2 separate regions of the Mus musculus genome follow, and region 2 is linked to region 1. A link is a contact called in public HiChIP or PLAC-seq data. All regions are on one chromosome and are shown on one strand. The core of a region is the stretch at or near the end of the contact, and the rest is flanking DNA. Distances in the headings are between cores, read along the strand shown.

The links. HiChIP or PLAC-seq counts read pairs in DNA pulled down with a chosen protein or histone mark.
Region 2: a contact with region 1 is called in an H3K27ac HiChIP or PLAC-seq map of extraembryonic endoderm stem cells. The contact joins two enhancer-like sites. A contact is called at or near these places in 1 of 15 datasets of contacts at CTCF or cohesin (the NIH/3T3 cell line), 9 of 484 Hi-C or Micro-C datasets (the HPC-7 cell line, the Patski cell line, bone marrow-derived macrophages and 4 more) and 10 of 115 datasets of contacts at active chromatin or transcription factors (CD8 T cells, bone marrow-derived dendritic cells, embryonic fibroblasts and 6 more).

Annotation. Positions count from the first base shown.
Region 1 is chr11:4,300,732-4,304,028 of GRCm38.p6, forward strand. Gm11958 (predicted gene 11958) reads left to right here. Exons shown (of 4, transcript NR_166831.1): 3 at 2,340-2,457; 4 at 2,740-3,297. Among named protein-coding and RNA genes, the nearest start is that of Gm11958, 17 kb to the left of the region's middle. Within about 2 kb of position 1,755, at least 121 of the 459 cell types and tissues checked have an H3K27ac peak or open chromatin away from gene starts, as enhancers often do. A contact at or near this core is called in extraembryonic endoderm stem cells, where this site is marked.
Region 2 is chr11:4,402,685-4,405,981 of GRCm38.p6, forward strand. All of the region lies in intron 10 of Hormad2 (HORMA domain containing 2), which reads right to left. Among named protein-coding and RNA genes, the nearest start is that of Hormad2, 37 kb to the right of the region's middle. Within about 2 kb of position 1,762, at least 25 of the 459 cell types and tissues checked have an H3K27ac peak or open chromatin away from gene starts, as enhancers often do. A contact at or near this core is called in extraembryonic endoderm stem cells, where this site is marked.

The DNA of each region.
Region 1 (3,297 bases), core at 505-3,004:
GAAACTGAGACCCAGAGGCAGTTGGTGGGAAGAGAACTCAGCTGCTGTTTCCACATCTCAGCCACCTTCCGGGTCAGCTCCAGAAGGAAGAAGTCCCAGTGTCTGCTCTGGCCGCCTGGGGCAGCTCTCAGGGCTCCTGCCAAGAGCTGGTTTGGCAGCTGTTCTTCTCCTCTGTGCCCATCAGCATTGGTCCAGATGTTCCAGGCAGCAGCCTGGGAGCTCTGTCAGGTTTTGCTTGGGCTCTCCTTCCTCATAGCCTATCAATTCCCCGCCCCCCCTCAGGTCTCTAGAAATGTCTCTGTTAGCTGGGGAGAGGGCTGGGGTGGCTGGATAGCTTGTAACATGTCCCCTGGAATGGCTACAACACAAATTGGTTTGCCTTAGTGTTTTCTACTTAGATATCATTAGCTTCCAATCCCAACATGGCCAGTGCCCTGTAAACTGGGAGCCTGGAAATTCTGGTGACCTAAGGCAGCAAAACAGAACAAGTTCCCTCCCCGCGTGTGGAGCTTCACCGACTGACCCAGACTCTGGGAGGCAGGTGCCCTCGCCTCTTTTTCTGACCGAGAATCTGAGACTCAGCTGTTGTCTGTGTTTTCTCCACAATGGGTGGCTAGAGACCTGTTCTGTACCAGTGTCGGCTGACCTGTACAGTCTATGTGAGACAGACTGTCAGCTTTTTTTTTTTTAAGATTTATTTTATGTATGTGAGTACACTGTTGCTGTCTTCAGACTTCAGACACACCAGAAGAGGGTGCTGGATTCTATTGCAGATGGTTGTGAGCCACCATGTAGTTGCTGGGAATTGAACCCAGGTCCTCTGGAAGAGGAGTCAGTGCTCTTAACCACTGAGCCATCTCTCCAGCCTGACTGTCAGCTTTAAACAGAAGTTAGTCCTGTGCAAAGTCCTGGGCTCTGTGTGGTCATCAAAGGGTAGGTCATGTTGTTGTTTCACAGAGCCTCATAAGGCTCCTGGAGAGAAGAGCTACCAGGGATGTGTGAAAACCAGGGTACAGCTTGGTACGGTGCACATGGGACATACCAAGGGACTGTTTCATCTCTTGACAAATCCAACACAAACCCAGAAAGGCATCTGTGTTAGGAAGGATGGGTGTGCATGTGCGAGAGTGTGTTTTCATAAGTGTAAAGGTTCATGTGTGTTAAAGTGTGTGTGTGTGTGTATGTGTGTGTGTACACGTGTGCCTAAGAGTATGAGGGTAAATATTTGACAGGATCTTGTATAGCCTAGGCTACCCTTGGCTTTGGGATGACCTTGAACTTCCTATCCTCTGCCTCTGTCCTCTACCCCGTGGACTAGAGGCAAGTGCTACCGTGCCCAGATGTCTAGTTTGTGTTACACTGGAACTCCAATCTAGGGTTTTGTGTATGCCAGTGCATTCCCGTGGGAGGTGGGCCTCCAGCCCCAATTTTGGTTTTGTTTTGGTTTTTTTGCTTGTTTGTTTGTTTTGTCTTGTTTTACTGTGTAGCCCTGTCTGTCCGGAAACTATGTAGATCAGGCTAGCCTCGAAACTCTCAGAGATCCACCTGTCTCTGCCTCCCCAGTTCAGGGATTAAAGGTGTGCATCACCACGCCCTGCCCCCATAAATCTTTTAAAACACACTTATCTTTACAATCAATCAAGAGGCAGCAGGCAAGCATGCAGATGCAGATCCAGTCCTTAGTGGTAGCCACTCCCTCTTAGGCCCACAGCCTCATCAGGCCCAGCTTCCTGGGCCTGGTTGCTCTGGGCCCACAGCTGGCTCTGTACCTCAGGGAGTGGCCCTGTTCTATCCAGGGCAGATTAACTTCCCTGGGACCGGCTTTGTTTTGGCTCAAGAAGTAACAGCAGAGGCTGAGAGCTGAAAGCAGAGGCCTCTCCCTCCCACCCTGGGGCCTGGCTCTGTTGAAAACCTTTGATTTAGGCTTCTCAATTTGCTTTCCCTGGCTGGGTGTCCTGGGCAGAGGGGAAACACCTAGGACTTCAGCTATTTTGTCTGCTGCAATTTAGGAGAGGGATTTGATATCTAAGTGGAGGAGGTTCCAGCCGCAGCAACAGCAGCAGCGGCGGCGGGTCTAAGCTGTTTGTTTGTGGAGTACAGGGTGGGTGGGGTAAGGCTAGAACACTGTAATTGGAAGCAGGAGGCTAGAAGCTGACACTTCTGCAGATAAAAATTCTCTGCTGAGGGTCCGGCTTGTGTGATAGTGTGAGGGAGCCCGCTCTTGTGCGTGTGATCTGCCAAGGCAAGGCTGTGTTCGCTTAAATCTGGGTTTAAAACATTCTCCCTCTCTTCACCCTGGATTCTTTTTTCATTGACACATTTCTTCATTGACTCCTTAGGGATCATGAAGATCTTGCGTGTCAACTCTGAAGCCCTGCAGCACGTGCCTAGCCAGCTGCAAGACCTTTTCGGAGGAGCCACCAGCAGGCTTCCTGAAGGCCAGGCTGCAGCTCTCAGGTGTCTGCCATTGTCTCAGTCCCTGCCCCGGGTCTGCCACTTGGCACACAATAGGCCTTGTACATATTTGTCAGATGAGTGAAGAGTGAGGTCACTCACTACTGCTCCGGGTACACGGCCGAGCTAGACAGCCACAGTTCAGAGATCCTTTGAGTCTTTGAGCCAAAAGTATTTTGAGCCAATCCCAACTTCCCCCTGAATGCCATCCCCGGAACGATACTGAAGAGGTATACCAGGAAAGCCCTGTGATTATGTGAAGGTGGACATTATGTGTCTCCACAGGCCTGCAGCCAAGCTGAAAACAGTTCTCATGACTATGTCTCATCCCGGAAAGAAGATCCTTCATGGCATGGTCGCTTTCATCTCATCATGAGCTGAGTGTCCAATACTTACTGAGATGTGGTCCCCACGTTAAAGAACTTTAGAAATTGTAAGGCCGCGTGCACCCCTGCCCATACCTTGATGTTCCAACCCCCTTGGGTACCAAGAAGGACAGGAAGATAGAGAAAATGATGGTGACGTGGGAGGAGGAAGGAGCCCCTCACCCAGGCTTAAGCTCCTCACCAACTAAGGATCAAGAACTCCAGCACCATTAGCAACATTTGCTTAAGGTCATTCCCCCTTCCCAGCTAGAAGCCTACAATTTTCTAGGACTCTAACCAGAAGCCTCATTTACAGTAAAAGACACATTCTAAATCCCTTGTGCAACTCCAGTGGCTTCTGGTTTTTACCTTATCAGATTATAATCCCACCCTATAATCCATTTACCAAAAAGAAAAAAGAAAAAAGAAAAAAAAAGGCTTCTTAGCAACCTTTGAGATGTACTGAGAACCGCCGAAA
Region 2 (3,297 bases), core at 512-3,011, 100 kb after region 1:
TTCTGTGTATGTGTGTGTAGTGCCCACAGAGCCCAAAAAGGGCACTGAACCCTTGTCTAACGAAGGGTCCTTAACAAACGTTTCTTAAGAAGTATTCTAAATACTTTTCATTCTGCTGAATGTCGCTTGAAAAGACTAACAAGTTGAATTCTTCTAAAATTAGAAACTTCTGTTCAAAATTTTGGTATAAATTATTGACCTGTACATTTTTTCTTTACCCTGACTCATTCCTTTCCAGTTCTTGATTACTGATTCAATAGACACCAAGAAAATCATTTCATATTACCAAATGCTATTCAACTGCATATTGTATACTTTGTTGTAAATAATGGTGAACAGCAGTCAAGAAATTGTTTTATATTCCTCTAAAAAAAAAGAACTGTTCATAAAATATCTCTATAAAACAGTGAAAAGGACATTTATGAAGTTAAGATATTTACTATACACTTGTTTTGGAGGATTACTTCTCTACAGAATGTATCTGTAGAATTCCTACACATCAGTGAGTCAGACAAGTGTGCTGACTTTCACTATTCAGAAGGGAAACAAAAATGAAAACCACAACAACTCATCACTGCCACCCACTAGAATGCTTATCCCTAACAAGATGAAATATGCTCAGCATACAAAATATACCTGATAAAAATGATAGAAATCGCCAAAGTGGATGAAGATGCAAAGCAGCTGTGTGGACCTCGGCACAAGCGCTTGGGAAGCTGTACCTAGCCGGGCTAACTGCATGCATGCCCTTTGACTCAGCTGTCCACTCCTTCCAACCTGATTCCCACCGTCAATATGTCCTGACCGAGCACCGAGCACCAGAAGTCTTAGCAGTGCCTGTCCTAGTGACCCCAAGTCAGAGCACATCCAAATGGATACCAGCGACAGCATGAACAAAAAATGCATGCTAACAGAAGGAAGGATGCCAATGCTCTTGCTAACTGGAGTATGAACTGTGAGGTTAAAACTATGTTTCTAAGCAGCTGGTAGTATCCCACCTCTTGATCTGATTGATGCTTTTGTCAGACTATTCAGCAGGGCCAAGATGTGTTGAGACAAGCAAGAACCCAGGGAGAACAACTTAAGGAGGCTCTCACTCTCTCCCCTGGGCATCTTGCTTGCCTGACCCATGTCCCAGCCGTCCCTACTGTTTGGTTTGTGTCTGTTTACTGAGCTGTATCACTAAGTTATTTATTTGTCTGCATGCATAAAATAATTAGACATAAAACTGTAAAGGGGTCTGAGCTACCTCATACCATAAATGAAATCTCACACACACACACACACACACACACACAAACACACAGAGATTATTTCATTTATGGTATGAGGTAGATAGTATATATGTATATATATGTGTGTGTGTGTGTGTATTTTTAATAAAAAAGACCTCATTTTTATTGAATATGTAAGTTGTCACTTCCAAGTGATACTCCATTATGTTCAGAGCAAGGGAACTTTCATCAGGCAAAGGTTACATATTTGAGGAAGCAATTGGTATTCTAATGGAGTCCTTGAATAGCTGATGGTACAGAATTCAACCTGGAGTTGTGCCAGCAAGGATCTGTAACTCTGATGGTCTTGAGTTTTAAATAGAGCTCACAAGAGAAATTATTCTATGTGGTGAACTTCAACACATCTCTCTGTTCTTAGCTAGCATGCCACACAACCATTGCTTTCTGAGGCAACTTCAGCTGGTTCCATGTGTACTGTGCTCACATTCTTGGAATTCCCCAGCTAGGCAGGTGGTGGACAAGAGGCAGTTCTAGATAACAGGTTCTCAGCCTCGGGCATCCCAGACACCACTGGACACAGGGAAGACCTGAGAACAGAATGCCCCCACCCCCAACCCCGGGGGATGGCTCAGTCCAGGGCCAAAGGGAGGAGAGGGTGGGGAGAGAGGGAGGTGCTGTGTGGTTCCCACACAGGCGAGAGTCCTTAGTCCAGTTGGTGGCACAGGAAGGCCTTTCAGTAGGAGGTTAGACGGGGGCTTGTTAGAGGAAAGCCTATCTCATCGTTCAAGCATGGTGGGCCTTGATGAGCAGAGAGACAGTCTATGGTTTTAGAGCTTTATTGTAGAAAGGCAGGGGGAAAGAGAGAAGGTAGAAAAAGGGAGAGAGGCCGGCCATGGCCATGTGGAGAGAGGGGATAAGAGAAAGAGAGAAGGAGGGCTAGAGAGTAAGAAAGGTGAGAGTTTAAAGTGTATATATGTATATTTAAGTAGATAATTTCTTAAGAATGTCAGAATAAAAGATTAGACTACATTAAATGAACAGCCTTTCTTTACCAAAAGACCACTTAAAGAAGATAAGACAAGCCACAAAAACAGACAAATTACTGTAACATAAATAAGTAAAAAAGAATGATTATCAGAATATTTTTTCTTTTAATTTTGTACATTGTGCATATATGTCTGTCTGTCTGCTGTACACACAATACAGGTGCCCTCAGAGGCTAGACAATAGGTCCCTCTGGAGCTGGAGTTACAGGCAATCATGATCCCCCCTGACATGGGTGCTAGGGACTGAATTCAAGGACTCTGGAAGAGCAGTATAAATTGTTACCACTGAGCTATTTTTCTAGCCCCAGAATATTTTTATATGAATAAAGAAAGATAATTCAATGCACCAGAAAACCAGAATGACTAATGAAAAAATGCTCAAGCATCAACAATAAGAAATACGCTAAAATGATGAGGTGCTAGCATACCAAGCAGACACTGAAAACATGAACTCTGCAATAATAAGTGCTTACAGAATATGAGGTCTGTCTTCCACTGTTGGTATAATAAATATGGGTATAGTTCTTTGGAAAACTATTTTGTCCTTTCTAACAAAGTTGAAAATGTGTAAACCTGTGGTGGTTTGAATAAGAGCCCATAGGCTCATATATTTGAATGCTTAGTCATCAGGAACTAGCACTATTTGAGAAGAATTAGATCAATTAGGAGGTGTGGCTTTGTTGGAGTAGGTATGGCCTTCTTGGAAGAAGTTGGAGTGGGCTTTGAGGTTTTAAAACCCCATGCCAAGTCTAGAGTCCTCTCTACTTATGGATCAGGATATAGCTCTCAGAGACTGTTCCAGTGCCTGCCTGTATGCCGCCATCTTCCCTGACATGATGATAATGAACTAACCTTCTAAAACTGTAAACAAGCCCTCAATTAAATGTTTGCTTTTATAAGCTGTCTCGTCACAGAGACACATCATGGTATCTCGTAATAGTAATAGAGCAGTGATTAAAACAAATCTAAAACTACTATTTTCCCTGTAGACACTCATTTGCATGTACCAGTAAGTG